4 separate regions of the Mus musculus genome follow, and all the other regions are linked to region 3. The links are chromatin contacts, called in public HiCAR-type, HiChIP or PLAC-seq and Micro-C maps. All regions are on one chromosome and are shown on one strand. Each heading gives the region's core, a stretch centred on a gene start, on an enhancer-like site or on the middle of the called end of the contact. The rest is flanking DNA. Distances are from core to core; before and after follow the strand shown. Region 1 overlaps Fto (fat mass and obesity associated). Region 2 overlaps Fto (fat mass and obesity associated). Region 3 has its middle 94 kb from the start of Gm24254. Region 4 overlaps Fto (fat mass and obesity associated).

What was found. A called contact is a pair of places that touch in the nucleus more often than the background predicts. HiCAR-type assays count read pairs that join an accessible place to other places. HiChIP or PLAC-seq counts read pairs in DNA pulled down with a chosen protein or histone mark.
Region 1: an H3K27ac HiChIP or PLAC-seq map of stem cell-derived neural progenitor cells shows a contact between it and region 3, with 5 times the contacts expected there. The contact joins two enhancer-like sites. A contact is called at or near these places in 4 of 484 Hi-C or Micro-C datasets (the 3T3-L1 cell line, cerebellum, cerebral cortex and 1 more), 4 of 115 datasets of contacts at active chromatin or transcription factors (embryonic stem cells, kidney and stem cell-derived neural progenitor cells) and 1 of 9 other capture datasets (embryonic stem cells).
Region 2: a Micro-C map of trophoblast stem cells shows a contact between it and region 3, with 3 times the contacts expected there. The contact joins two enhancer-like sites. A contact is called at or near these places in 8 of 484 Hi-C or Micro-C datasets (cardiomyocytes, cerebellum, embryonic stem cells and 3 more), 6 of 115 datasets of contacts at active chromatin or transcription factors (differentiating embryonic stem cells, embryonic basal ganglia, embryonic midbrain and 3 more) and 1 of 9 other capture datasets (embryonic stem cells).
Region 4: a contact with region 3 is called in a HiCAR-type map of embryonic stem cells, with 5 times the contacts expected there. The contact joins two enhancer-like sites. A contact is called at or near these places in 2 of 484 Hi-C or Micro-C datasets (3T3-L1-derived adipocytes and the HPC-7 cell line), 3 of 115 datasets of contacts at active chromatin or transcription factors (all in embryonic stem cells) and 1 of 9 other capture datasets (embryonic stem cells).

The regions. Positions count from the first base shown.
Region 1 is chr8:91,364,706-91,367,911 of GRCm38.p6, reverse strand. All of the region lies in intron 1 of Fto (fat mass and obesity associated), which reads right to left. Among named protein-coding and RNA genes, the nearest start is that of Fto, 53 kb to the right of the region's middle. Within about 2 kb of position 1,906, at least 44 of the 459 cell types and tissues checked have an H3K27ac peak or open chromatin away from gene starts, as enhancers often do. A contact at or near this core is called in stem cell-derived neural progenitor cells, where this site is marked.
Region 2 is chr8:91,530,607-91,533,773 of GRCm38.p6, reverse strand. All of the region lies in intron 8 of Fto (fat mass and obesity associated), which reads right to left. Among named protein-coding and RNA genes, the nearest start is that of 4831440D22Rik, 64 kb to the right of the region's middle. Within about 2 kb of position 1,578, at least 14 of the 459 cell types and tissues checked have an H3K27ac peak or open chromatin away from gene starts, as enhancers often do.
Region 3 is chr8:92,132,774-92,135,886 of GRCm38.p6, reverse strand. No RefSeq gene overlaps it. Among named protein-coding and RNA genes, the nearest start is that of Gm24254, 94 kb to the right of the region's middle. Within about 2 kb of position 1,591, at least 77 of the 459 cell types and tissues checked have an H3K27ac peak or open chromatin away from gene starts, as enhancers often do. A contact at or near this core is called in embryonic stem cells and stem cell-derived neural progenitor cells, where this site is marked.
Region 4 is chr8:91,507,392-91,510,676 of GRCm38.p6, reverse strand. The region is part of intron 7 of Fto (fat mass and obesity associated); the gene reads right to left. Among named protein-coding and RNA genes, the nearest start is that of 4831440D22Rik, 41 kb to the right of the region's middle. Within about 2 kb of position 1,291, at least 20 of the 459 cell types and tissues checked have an H3K27ac peak or open chromatin away from gene starts, as enhancers often do. A contact at or near this core is called in embryonic stem cells, where this site is marked.

The DNA.
Region 1 (3,206 bases), core at 657-3,156, 770 kb after region 3:
GTTTCTGTGCTTTGTGTCTGCCATTCCTATGAGGCGTTCCTCAGTATCAGATGAGACTTGCCTGTCCATTCATAATTTCCAGTTAGGTGATATGAAACACATTGGAAGTTCCACACCAGAAGTTCAGTTAGTCAGCTAGAGGCCTTGCCCTAGAGTGAAAGGGTGGAAACTGCATCGACACAAGTCACCTCCATGTTTTCATGGGTCTGATTAGGATCTCCAGCATTTCCTCTGACCACGAAGGATACACAGCCTGCCTCTCCACGCAGCACTAGCTCACAACAGAGAGGTCCTTGCTCACTCCTTAAGGCAAACAGTCTTTGTATAACAAAACTGTATGGGTTTTAAAGCTAAATTAATACATAGCTCCTTTTTTTAAAAAAAAGGTGCTTTCAGAATGAAAACACTACATTTTCGGCTTCTTTTGAAGACTGCTATTTCCCGATACACTGACACTGCGCCCTGGGGCAGAGGTCTGCAGCCTCCCCTCTACAGCTGAGACAGATTCAGACTCAGCTTCACTAATCATCTGTCCCTACTGGCAGGCAGCAAACATTTAAGGTCTGCTGTGTAATGAGATGCCCTTACATGAAAGACAGGGACATCTGTAAAATATATCTTAATTAGCTTTTTTTTTTTTTTTTTAATCCTGGAAAGTGGCTGAATAGCCAGGTGCAACAATCGGAAAAGGTAAAAAAATAGGGCCTGAGAGCCAGCCAGCACCAGGTGGCACTTGTTGCTTTGGACCTGGGCTCAGTTCCCAGCACCCATGAGGCGGCTCACAAGCACCTGCAACTCTAGTTCTAAGGGGACTGATGCCCTCTTCCCACCTCTCAGCCACTATGTATGGACACGGTGCATGTATATATACACTGGCAAAGCACTCTTACATGGAATGCACATAAACCTAACATTTTTTATGTGAAAAGAAAGGTTAAACATACTTCAGGACTCTGTGACAACAGACAAGCGCAAAACCCTGTAGACTTCACACCCCAGAATCAAGACATTGTGCAAAGGTCTAGAAGCCAGCATCGAGCACAAGACAGAAAGGGGAGCAATGGCACAGGGAAGGAGAATAGAGAACTAGGGTTTGTTCTGATGTTTGCATGGGGAAGGAACACTCAAAAATGATGTTTCCATAAAAAGGCAAGGAAACCAGGGCTTTATAGGGTTAAGACAGATCAAATTCTAAATTGTAATGCTTTAAAAAGTCCCAAAAGTTCTTTAATTAGGTAATGAATTTATATATTTTACAAATATACACATTACAGATGTATATTATTATATACACACAAATAAATATAAACATGTACATGACTGTGTTTAAGGAAATTTTTAGAAATTTCCAATGACAATTTAGACATGTTCTAAAGACTTTTAAAAAAGAAAGAAAGCAAGAAAGTGATCAACCATTAACATTAACAAAAATCTCCAAATAGCAATTTACAACATGGTTATACTTAAAAATTGCCAGGAGACTAGATTTTAAGTGTTCTCATCATAAAATAAAATGGTAAGTATATGAGAGCCATGTATATTCTCTGGCATGATAAATATATACATTGAATATACAATAAAAGGCCCTGTTTTAACTCTTTTTAAAGTACTTTTTAAAAAGAGCGTCTAGACAGCATTTCTGAGGGGCTGGAAGCAGTTTTCTCTTTACATTGGGACTTAACTGTCCCCTCTGCTGCCTATGCACCTGTTAGCTAATAACAACAACTAGCTTTCACATTAACAGCCTGTCACTTATCCCTTGAATGTTTATCTCCTTTGGTCACAATTTTATTGTCATTAAACAGCAACTACAGTGTAACCAAAAGTATTCAAATGCTCTGAGTACACACAGAGGACACTGTTCCCTTTCCAGCTGAATGGACTCTCAGCTGGTTGTGAACAAAAGACAAGAGCCTGCCATTCTTCAAGTTAAAGGAAGAAACAGCCAGGAAGGGCTTGACACAATACCCCTTCTCCATTCACTGTGAAATGCTAATGAGCACAGCCAGCCAAACACTAGCTTTGCTTTTTCACAAGTTTTAACTCATGAAAATAATTACACATTCTAACATCTCTTAAAAGACTATTAACAATAATTTACAAGCCACGGTAGCTAATACAGTACCTATTATATACTGAGCACAGCCCTAAAGGTACCACATACTAAACAAATAGAAACAGCCGTAGTTTGTAAGGGAACTGGGGCAACTGCACAGATTTAACATCTGAAGCCAGAGGGTTTAAAAAGCTCCTTTTTAAGGGAGGCCTTAAGAAAGCAGATGAAGTTTGAATCCCTAAGGCCATCTCACAATCAAGAGGCTGCTATGGCCCAGGCGCTGAGCTAACATGAGGACTCCCTGACCTAACTGTCCCCACAGGCCACCAGCTTGTCTTTATCAGCTTATTTCTCATTTACCCTTCTTGCTCGTCCCACTCCACATGGCTCTCTTTAAGTCAACCATTCCATTGTCTTCTCTGCCTTTTACAACTGTAAGGGCAGGAGAGAAATCCATTTGAATTCTGATACTCTTTAGGATGGAAGAAAGAAATCCAGGGATGTGGGACTTACTTTGCCCGTGTGCCTTGTAGAGAAATGGCACATTACTAGGTGTTGGTTTCCCTACAGGTGACAGGAAATCCTAAGTAGCACTGGCTTAACCAGACTGGTCAGTGGTTCCCATGAAGGCCTTAGAGGCTGATGCTCCTTCTAGCCGGCTACTCTAAGAGCTGGCCTGCATCTTCAGCATCCAAATGGCAGGAACAGTCAGAGAGCAGGATTTTTTAAAAAGGGCCTAAGAAGAACATGCAAGGACACAGTAGCTGTCTCTTAAGGAACCGCCTTGGAAACAACCAGAGTATCCCTCTTCTCTTAGTCTATGCTCACAACTAGCTGCGAGTCTGACAAGCCACAGGCTTTCATGGTTTAAGTCAGAAGTGAGACATGGTTTGGAAGTTAACTTCCAGTCTTCCCCAGTGAGGCTTCCAACTCCTGTTCAGAATAAGACACACGTGTTCCAGACTCCAGACCCACTGGGACACTGCAACGGACACCTGCTTGGTACTGGAGCCCATCGAAGTGGTCCACTAACAGCCGAACACTCACATTCACAGGTGGGTCTCCTTTCTCGAGGAAACATCCTGGGTCTGTGACTCCCACAGACCTGAAGAGACTCTCCTCTGGGTCTTGTCACCATTCCAAGCTCCTC
Region 2 (3,167 bases), core at 329-2,828, 600 kb after region 3:
AGGAAACAGAAGAGGGGTGGGCCTATTATCCCAACAAGATAACATGCTAATTTACTTAGGAGGCAATTTTAGAGTACGTTCACAGTGAAATCTCACTTTTATCAGATTATATGAAAAATAACAACCACAAATAAAATGCTCACTCAAGCCTGGGGCTTCTGTGAGATAGAAATCACTGTGTGGGAGGCCAGGGAGGGGTTGGTGGAGGGGCTGGCCCCGGGGATTGGAGCAAGCCCAGGTGAGGTAGAAAGTTATTTCCCTCACACTCTGCGGGGATGCCTAACATCATGACAACAGAGAGGAGGAAAGGTCTCTGGTCCTGCCTACCTGCAAGTTTCTGTAAAATAATGAATACAGACAGCTTGGGGACTGTCCACCTGCGCTACCTGCCTCTGCCTGCCTCCAAAGTGAAACCACCGGGGATTGGCAGAAGGCACTTGTCTGACAGGGCCAGGACAGCCTTTCTCCTCCACGACAGCCCGGGCCTACCCTCTTAAACTTGACCCACCGTAATTCCTTCACAATGCAGCAGCGAGGCAGCTGACAGTAGCAGCTGCAGTTCTAAGCGAGATGGATGGAATTTTCATAACTGGTTCCCCAAGTTACATTTTACCTTCAAGATAATTTATGAGCTGCTCTGAAGCCTTGAAGAGACAATATGCTTGCCATAAAATTAACTCTAACAGTCTTGTAGGTTATAATTAACACTGGGAGGGGAACGCCAACTGGACGAAACACATGGCGTAATTGATGGTGAAGCAGGGCGCAGAGGAGGCTGGCAGTGTGACTGCTGCTGCTGCTGCTGCTGCTGCTGCTGAGCACGAGTGTGAGAGCACATGCACACACGCACGCACACAAGTGCACATGCGCACACGCACACAGACACACACTCAGCACAACCCGGGCTTTTCTGAGGCTTCATCACAGTCACCTAGCAGGCCTCATGGCCAGGGACAGAAGAAGCCAGAGCTGAGCAGGGAGGTAGGGGGTTTGAAGCTCAACCCTGGGGCAAGTGGGTGGAGCCACAGAGCGGAAGGGGATGGGCAGCAATCCTGGAACTGTCAAGGAGCTGGGTGGTATACTGACAGCTCAGGCCAGGTCCCACAGGGGAGCCTTCCATGAAAAAAATGACTTCATTAAACAAACAAACAAACAAACAAACAAGCAATCATCTTTGGCAGTGAAGGATACACAAAAAATAGAGAATCAAGATTTCTAAAAAGGTTCTTCCAGGACTCAAGCTAGACACTCAGAACACCACAGAAGGAAGTCTTTTCTACAGTGTGGACATCTCAGGAGCCAACAAAGGTGATCAGTGAAACGTGGATGTTTATTAAATTACAAAGTCCAGGGGTGACAACAGAGGAGGCTAATCAGAAGTCATGCCAATCACTGCGGTTTTTCCTGACATGGCAAGCTGTTTCTGTCTGTGCCTGAATCCTGAACTGCCCGATCGACACTCATGCCTAACACTGGGACCAGTCAAATAATTTTAATGAGCAATTTTAAGGTGACTGGCCTATTTTCCTTCTCTGGTTTGGTTTGTTTTTGTCCTAGGACAAGATACTGGAGAGTTCTGATAAATGACGCAACAGTGCCCCCTGCAGGCCGTCTGTGCTGCACTCCGCCAACCTGGCACCTTCTGAACCAGAAGCCAGCTCAACTTTATCTATAACCTGGAATATTCATTACAGAGTAAATTTGTAAAATACACTGGGGACACCCCTGAGATAGAATAAAATGACTATTCTTCACGTGTAGTAAATTGTTTCCCAGATATAAACATACTGTTCCGCTGACGAGGAACCTGTGATAGAGCAGATAAATCGCTACCCTTTCACCTCAGGGCGCCTGCTCCACTCGGCCTTGATTAACACGGCCCCAAAATTACTTGACCTGGAGGCTGTACAGAGTCTTGGAGGCTCAACTTTGATGTTCTCTCATCTTCCTCCCCACTCTCCTGCCTCCTAAAAAGATTGCAATCAATACAAAAGAAACAACACAGCTATAAAAGGTGGAGACTTCCCGTTAGAAGACTAATGGTGGCGAGATTCATACGGCACGGGCTGCAGATGACTGCCTCGCCGAGAGATGCACTCAGAGCGGCACACACGGCGAGGTGTGCTCAGGTGGCAGAGGAAATAGGTATTTACACACACAATTGCTTATCCCCACACCGGGAAAGACCTGGAAGCACTGGACGTCCTGTACGGTGAGACCGAAGTCAACACACTGAGCCATGTGAGTAGCTGACAGAGCTTTGCCACTGTCCCACTGTGCTCCTAGCAGCGGAGCCAGGCATGCTAACTTAAGTTTCATCTCTACTACTGACTAGCAGTCAGCCTGGGCGACGTGCTCTGTATCCTGAGCTGCAGTCTCATCACAGAGAGCACTGAGCACTTCCAGTTGTTGTCAGCTGGTTCTAGTTCACTATCACTACCGGTGGCTCCACTCCAAGTTTTAAGGGAAAGGAGGGAGAAAGCCATGTCTATGATTGCCGCTCTCCGGGATCTTTTATCCAGGCTGGAAGATGTCACCTGCCTGGAGGGTCACGTGGCTCAAGACGCTGTATTTTAGGTAAAGTTGAATTGATCCAAAGTGTCTGTGAACTGCCTAGATTTTTACACCCAGTTGCTCAGAGAGCCTGGAGCCCAGACCTACATCTGTCATTTCTAGGTGCGAATACTTAGCCCAAGCCCAGAGAAGGACTAGCGCAGGTTGTTTCCTCTCTACACCTCACTCAGCACTAACGGGCCTCCATTATCAGTGTGGGGCTTCACATTTGGACACTCTGCCAAAGGAGAGGGCAGTGTGAAAGAGTGCATTCTTGACTTTGTTCTTTTGGTCCGTCCGGGCACTGTTCTATTGCTGTGAGAAGACAACTTGGCCAAGGAAATTAATTAATAAGAGAGAGCATTTAACTGGAGACTTGTTTATGGTTTCAGAGGGTGACTCCATGATCAACACGGCGGGAAGCATAGCAACAGGCAGGCAGACACAGTGCTGGTGCAGTAACTCAGAGCTGACGTTTGATCCTTCAGAAGAAGGCATAGAGACTGAGCCTGGCATGGGCTTTTGAAACGTCCTGATCTACCACACCTTCTCTAACAAGGCCACGCCCCCTAGAAGCCACACCCCCTAATCCTTCCTGAACAATCCACCAACTG
Region 3 (3,113 bases), core at 342-2,841:
CACACACACATACACACACACACAAGAATAAGTGCAGTAAAAATATCAGACCTTACAGGAGTTTTTTTTTTCTACATACATACTCTCATGCTTACAAACATAGACACATACAAATAAATGTTAAACAATAACAGCCTCCCCTCCCCCGGAGGCTTCAGAGATGGCCTGCCAAGGGGTAAAACTATCGCCAAAGCTTAGAATCGGTTCCTCTTCACCTGGACTGAGCGAAGCCGTATTAGCTGTCCTAATCCAGTAGACAGCTGACTTTACAACAAGTAAGCTGTGGTTTCTTTTCTCTTTTTCATTTCCCCTCCCTCTACCCCTTCTTTCCTAAAACAAAACAAAAACAAAAAACCAACCAAACAAACAAACAAAAAACAGATAAAGGGCCTCAAGCGTAAAGCAGTGCTCCTGCCTCAGCCTGCCTCCTGAGTGCTGCGATGTTGTTGTTGTTGTTTTTCTTGATCACACTCTGATGGTCATCCTGGCAGAACAATGCACAACTGTGACAAGGGTGTCACAAGGAGGAAGAGGAGCAGAAGGGAGAGCAAGGAGGAGGTCGCCAATCTTAAGTGATAAACTACTGGAAAGATAATGTGCTATTATAGTCAAAACCACAAAATCACATACCTGTCGAAAGTGGAAGCCTCCCAAAGACTACTGTGCACAGATAAATGCATTACAGATATTGGGAGACACACTGCCCAAGTGTGGACAGGTAGCCCTAGATCCTGGGAGCTGTGTTGTGCATGCTGTAGGACGTGGGGAAACTTGTTTCTGGTCACCCCCCACTCTTGCCAATACCCTTGCAGCCTGATATCCAGCTTCTTGTACCTTTTCTAGTCCAGAGCTTTGACTTCTGTCCTTTGTATTTGGGGCTATGAACCCAAACACGCCTTACATCAGAGTCAAAGGTACAAATAAATAAATGGACACAAAATAAAACTATGACATCCTACTGGTTCACCAACATAGGCTTCAGTCCTCAACCTTTCTTTCCCCTAGTGTTTAAAAAACTCACCCATGCCCTTTCATGCTCGCTTAGAAGAGAGATCTGCAGAACAACTAATTAGGGCTAGAAAGGGGAGTCAAGCTATGCTGGTGGCTTCCAGAACTTCCTTTTCCACCTTTTGTAAATGTTGTTGTGGCCCCATTACACAGATAAGTGAAACAGGCTGAGCTTCTGAGGTCATCAGTGTCTGAATGAGGGGTTAGCTCCAGGCCCCGCCTCCAATCCACGTCAGTACCTCATCTGAGGCAATCGTTTCTATTTCAGAATCATTTCACTGCTGCTGGTGAGCACATGGCCATTGCTTTTCTCTGTTTTATCTCTAAATGAAGGGGCCATAAGGTACTGGGCTTCCAACCCCCGCCCCCGCCCAATATGGAAAAAACTATCTGAATACACAAAATTAGAGAAACATACAGAGAATGATTGTTTAAAATTCACAGCTGTCAACATCAAGTATTCTGTGCAAGAGAAAGAATGTAAGAGGCAATGGGTTAACAAAATAGCTACAGATGGATCGGTGCTGGGGTGGACTAGGCTGGCATTGTCTGAGCCGCAGTTCACAGAGGCTCATTTGCATTCTGGGACAAAGGTTCGCTGTTGGAGACCCTTTCTCTCCGGCCTCCTCCTCCAAAAGGCGCCTCGCCATCCTCCGAGAGGCTAGTCGGCCTCCCTGCTACAGGAACGAACACAAATCTGTTATTTTAACACAACGCGGGCACAAAGTGGTGTTTTCACTTCGAATAAAGCTGGGGGAAGCTGAAGAATGGGGCCTTTTATTTGCAGGAGATAGTCAAAGGAAGTTGGATTGAACTGAAGGCCAGCAAGGATGAATAAAGTTGTTAGTGAACTCGCAGCCTGTGGCCTGGGAGAGCCGGGTGAATCTCCCGCCCCCCTCTCCTGTCAGCCCGGAGCTCTCTGCATCAGAATGCATAATTGCATGTGTTAATTACATTTCCAACCTCACCCTCTATCTAACACAGAATAAATTCATTTGTGCCAGCCCCCGTCCCCCAGCTCTTCATAGGGCCTCACTTACTGCCTGTGAGAGGAGACATTTTGGGATTTAATAAATATGATTGGCACCAGAAAAATGTCCGTTTCCTTCCACCTCCGCCCCCACCCCCACCCCCGTTCTGACTGTTCGTTTGAGCTCACAATGGGCAAATGCATTTTGCGAGTGACTACTCCTCAGCCTAGCTGTCTCCCCTCCACCAACTCTAGGGGCTGTGCTTTATGAGGCCTGCAAGAGAGAGCTTGGGAGTGACACAAAGAAATGTTTTAAAAGACCAGAGAGATTGAGTTAGGATGATTTAAGCACCAATCTAAAGTGAAACGGTGAAGGGTGAGTGGGGAGGGGGGACTAGCAACAGACGGCTAAGGTCAACCTCTGAGATACCCATTCCTGGACCAGGCTGAGGGTGGTATGCTAGAAATGGGTCTGAATCTTTTGGCAGCTGCTTTTCTGCCTGGGATCACAGAAAGGGTTTGTGGGATTCAGCACACTGAAATACCCAGAAAGGAGGAAAGGGTTGTAGGAGAAAACCTAGGGTACGGTTCCTTTCTTCCAGTCCCCTCAGCATCATCTTATGGTCCTGATAAGGAAGAATGAGTGTCCCCCTGCATCACGTGCCTTTGCTCTGTCTCCCCACTCCCCTGGATGCTTAGTTTCTATTGTAGTGGTGTTGAGGTGATGGGACTTTTAAGAGGTGGAGCCTATTAGGGAGTCAATAGGTCACAGCGCTCCACCCTTCTGAATGGACTCCTGCAGATCTTGTAATGTGTGGAGTTTTGTTCTCAGGAAGATGGATTGTTATAAAGAAGATGGAGACACCGAGTGAGCTTAGGTCCTTATGCAAGCTGCTGGCTCCCTTTCTGTCTCTTCATCACCCTGTGACACAACCCCTGGATGCCATCACCCTGTTAGTTAGATCTTCCAGCTGTGAGAATGCTGAGCCAAATGAGCCCTCTTTCCTTATTTATTATCAGGTATCAGGTATTTAGTTACAGCCATACCTACAAATGCCCCAAGATGTCATTACCTTCCCCAGAGGTGGGGTAACAACATAGGAATGATGCCTTTAATTAAGGCTGAGAACCCAGG
Region 4 (3,285 bases), core at 42-2,541, 620 kb after region 3:
GACCTTTATCACAAGCAGCAAGAGGAACTGTGTGGGAGCCTGCCTTTGCCCTATGGGTCATCTTTTAATGCCTCAGAGTATCCTGAGGTCTAGAGTTAGAAACTACATTCCATTCCATTTTAGGAAAAGAAAAAGCTCTTAATTATTCCTACTCAGATTGTTAATCCCCTTTAAAAGCAACACCCCTGGTAAAGCACCTGGATATAAACAGACAAGGGTGGCAAGGAGTTTAACCTTGGCTTTAGGGAGCTCCTGCAGTTTGCACAAACCTGCATCTAGGAGGGCAGAAGTCACATTTCTGCCTGGATTTATACAGTGGACACGCTCTTGCTGCTGGCCTGCATGTCCACTGCGCTCTAACTTGCCACACTGACAACAGTTTCATGCTTTGATAGGCAGATATTATTGGCTCATCTTTGGGAGATAATTGCCTCTCCTGTATTGTTTAGTGGCGATACACTCCATACCCAAAGATGAAACCAGTTTACAGAAGCATCAGTGGGTGCTGGGTGCGGCTCTTTCCTGCTAAACTGGTCTCCAAGAGACTGAACAGTTTAAATTTGGGGTCTGGACAATGGATATTCTAAAAGGATTAGAAAAGTGGGCAACAACTGAACCTCCTCCTCCCTCCTGTGTTCGAGTCTACCACCTGCTGCGGTATTTTTGTTTCAGTAACAAAGAGGCCTTCATGTTTGAGGCTCATATTTAATGTGGTTGAACTGGCCCCTCGAGTTTTGGTTAACTCTTACGGGCCAGAAAAAGAAATATTTTTTGCCTGGCAGAACTCCTTTCCTGGTTGGCCGCCACAAAATCAATATGTGGGTCTGTGTGGGCACATGTGCGTCTGCCCGGAGACTGGGGGATACTCTATTTATATTTAATAAAGTATTATCCGTCAATAAGAGCTGCATGACATTTGCAATTTCATGGCCCACTACAGTAACAGGTGCTGTGGTAAACAGGGGTGTAAAGTGTTAAAGAGAAAGGGGATCACTTCAGAGACATTAAGCGGCTTTAAACACTGACAGCAGAAAGGGAAAATTTTTAAGCAATTTGGTTGGGTCAGTAAAAAGTAACAGAGGTCAGAGGAACAAAATGGTAGCCAAAAAATTCTGCCCATTGATAAATGATCCTACTGTTTTGTGGTTGGATGCACAAGGCAAAGGCTAAACAAGTGTTGTGTGGAAACAGAAATATGCCCCCTTTGTGGCTCTTTGACAATAAGTTACTTCAGCTTGGTGACCGCTTAGGGCCCCCATTCTCCCTGTAGCCTCGGCTGGGGTATACATTAGCGAAAACAAAAGGGGCCATTTTCATTGTAACCATGCAGAAGGGTTAAGCATTTGACCTTCAAGTATGGTGTGCTTGTGCTTGGTGGAAAGGCTCTTGACAATATAAACAAGAATTACTGCTGTTAGAGAAAGGGGACACAATTAAAGACAATCTCAGAGGCTTGTTGTACAGCTGTTCAGGTTTCGGCTCTGTCTGACCTCTAAGGATGCTACGTGTTTAAGGGAGACGATTTAAGATATTTTAGTGAGTCCCTCCCCATTCCCCATCACCAGCTTTCCACTGGGAAGACAAGATTTTATACCACAGCATTTCCCCTGGGCACCTTTGCCTTTCTAATCTGTCTTCCCCTTCTACCTGACCATCCCAAGGAGTAGGTGAAGGCTGGATCCACGGGTAAAAGGCCGGAATCCTTACCTTTAGAAACTTTTCCTTCCTTCTTTCTTTTATTGTTTTGTTTTTGCCTGAAAAGCAAAATGCTATTATAACTTATTTCCCAGACAAAGATATTAGGGAAGCACAGTTTTATTTTGTTCTACCACAACCTATCAAGAAGGCAGTTTTCTTTGTTGGCCCTTATTTCCCAGTTTACAGATGGAAGTGTTTAGATATCCCCCATCATAGTTGGAAACGGGCAAACAATAAAGAAAGAAAATATGGGAGTATATTTCCCTGAGATATCACAGAAAGCAGAGACTCTATGGTAGAAAGCTACGTCCTTTGTCCACACAGAGGGAAACACTTCCCGTTGTTTGACCTTCAAGGAGTCAGCAAAACACTACATTTCTTCCACAAATAAGACAGGCCCTGGGAAGTGGCCGTGGGAAGGTGCTGTCTCCTCTCATCAGGACAATGCTGACATGAGGCACTGAGGCCAGCCCACAAGGGGTTTGAAGGGACAGTGCAGGGCAGCAGGCTCTGGATGGGAGGGGGCTATGCTTCCTGCTTTAGGAGAAGAAAGGAAGTTGCTCTGGAGTGAAGCACTGGCCAGAGGAGACAGGCCAAGTGCAGTAAGGAGCAGGGCACAGGCAAGTTTTCCCTGTCAAACACAGAGTCACGGGGCTTTGAAGCTGCCCCTAACAGAAAACATACATGGTCCCCAAGATCTATCTACAACTTTTCCAGCAGCAATGGCTCCATGTTCAGGGATTCCTTGAGATTAGGGTCTATCTTATCCCTGACAGTCACTGAGTCTGACTACAAGAGCCTCATGAGAGACGAGGCCATTTTCCTGCCCTCTAACACATCAAGTCCATCAAACTTTGGTCATCAACTCAAGTTCGTCTTGTAGGGAACACAGCTGGTAGAGATGGTCCAGACTGCAGAGTATTTCACCAAGACAACTTCTCTGAAGCTGCTTCCTCTTCCTGGAGAAGAGCCCTGCCTCTAAGGATGATGGGTGAGACTAAGAATATGCTTGCAAATTTTGGCAGAATCCCAGTGCTACTTCAGAAACCTCGGCAGCTGGGACCCCAGGATAGGTCTCTCCACGAGAACACAACTGCCAGCTAGTGAACTCGGGGAAGCTCAGTCCTACCACCAACATCCTGTGAGTCTAGTGAAGGCTAAGGGTGACTCACTTGTCAGGGCAAACCGAGCTCGTTCCCTTTTGCTAGAACAAGAGGCCAAGAAAGAAACACCGTGCACGGCTCCTAAATGCACAAGGTTAACAGAAACCTAGGCCCCCACTTCTAGGAGTGGAAACCAAATGCCTCAGATGTCTTACTCATAACAAGCTAAAGGAAGACACTCCCTTTTCATGGGAGAACATCAAGGCGCCTGCAAGTATTAACCTTTTAAAGCCATAGCACCAAGCAGGGAGAGGAAGAGGCAGCCAGGCCCCCAACCTGTGCATTAGCAGAGGCTGAAGCATGACCCAGGCCTCCTGGCTTCTGAGTGCACAGCCATCGGAGAGAGATCACTCCTTGAGGTTGCCTCAGGATGCACATAACTGTGAGTGAGGTTTTCCTCTAAATTGCAACAATTTGATCTTTC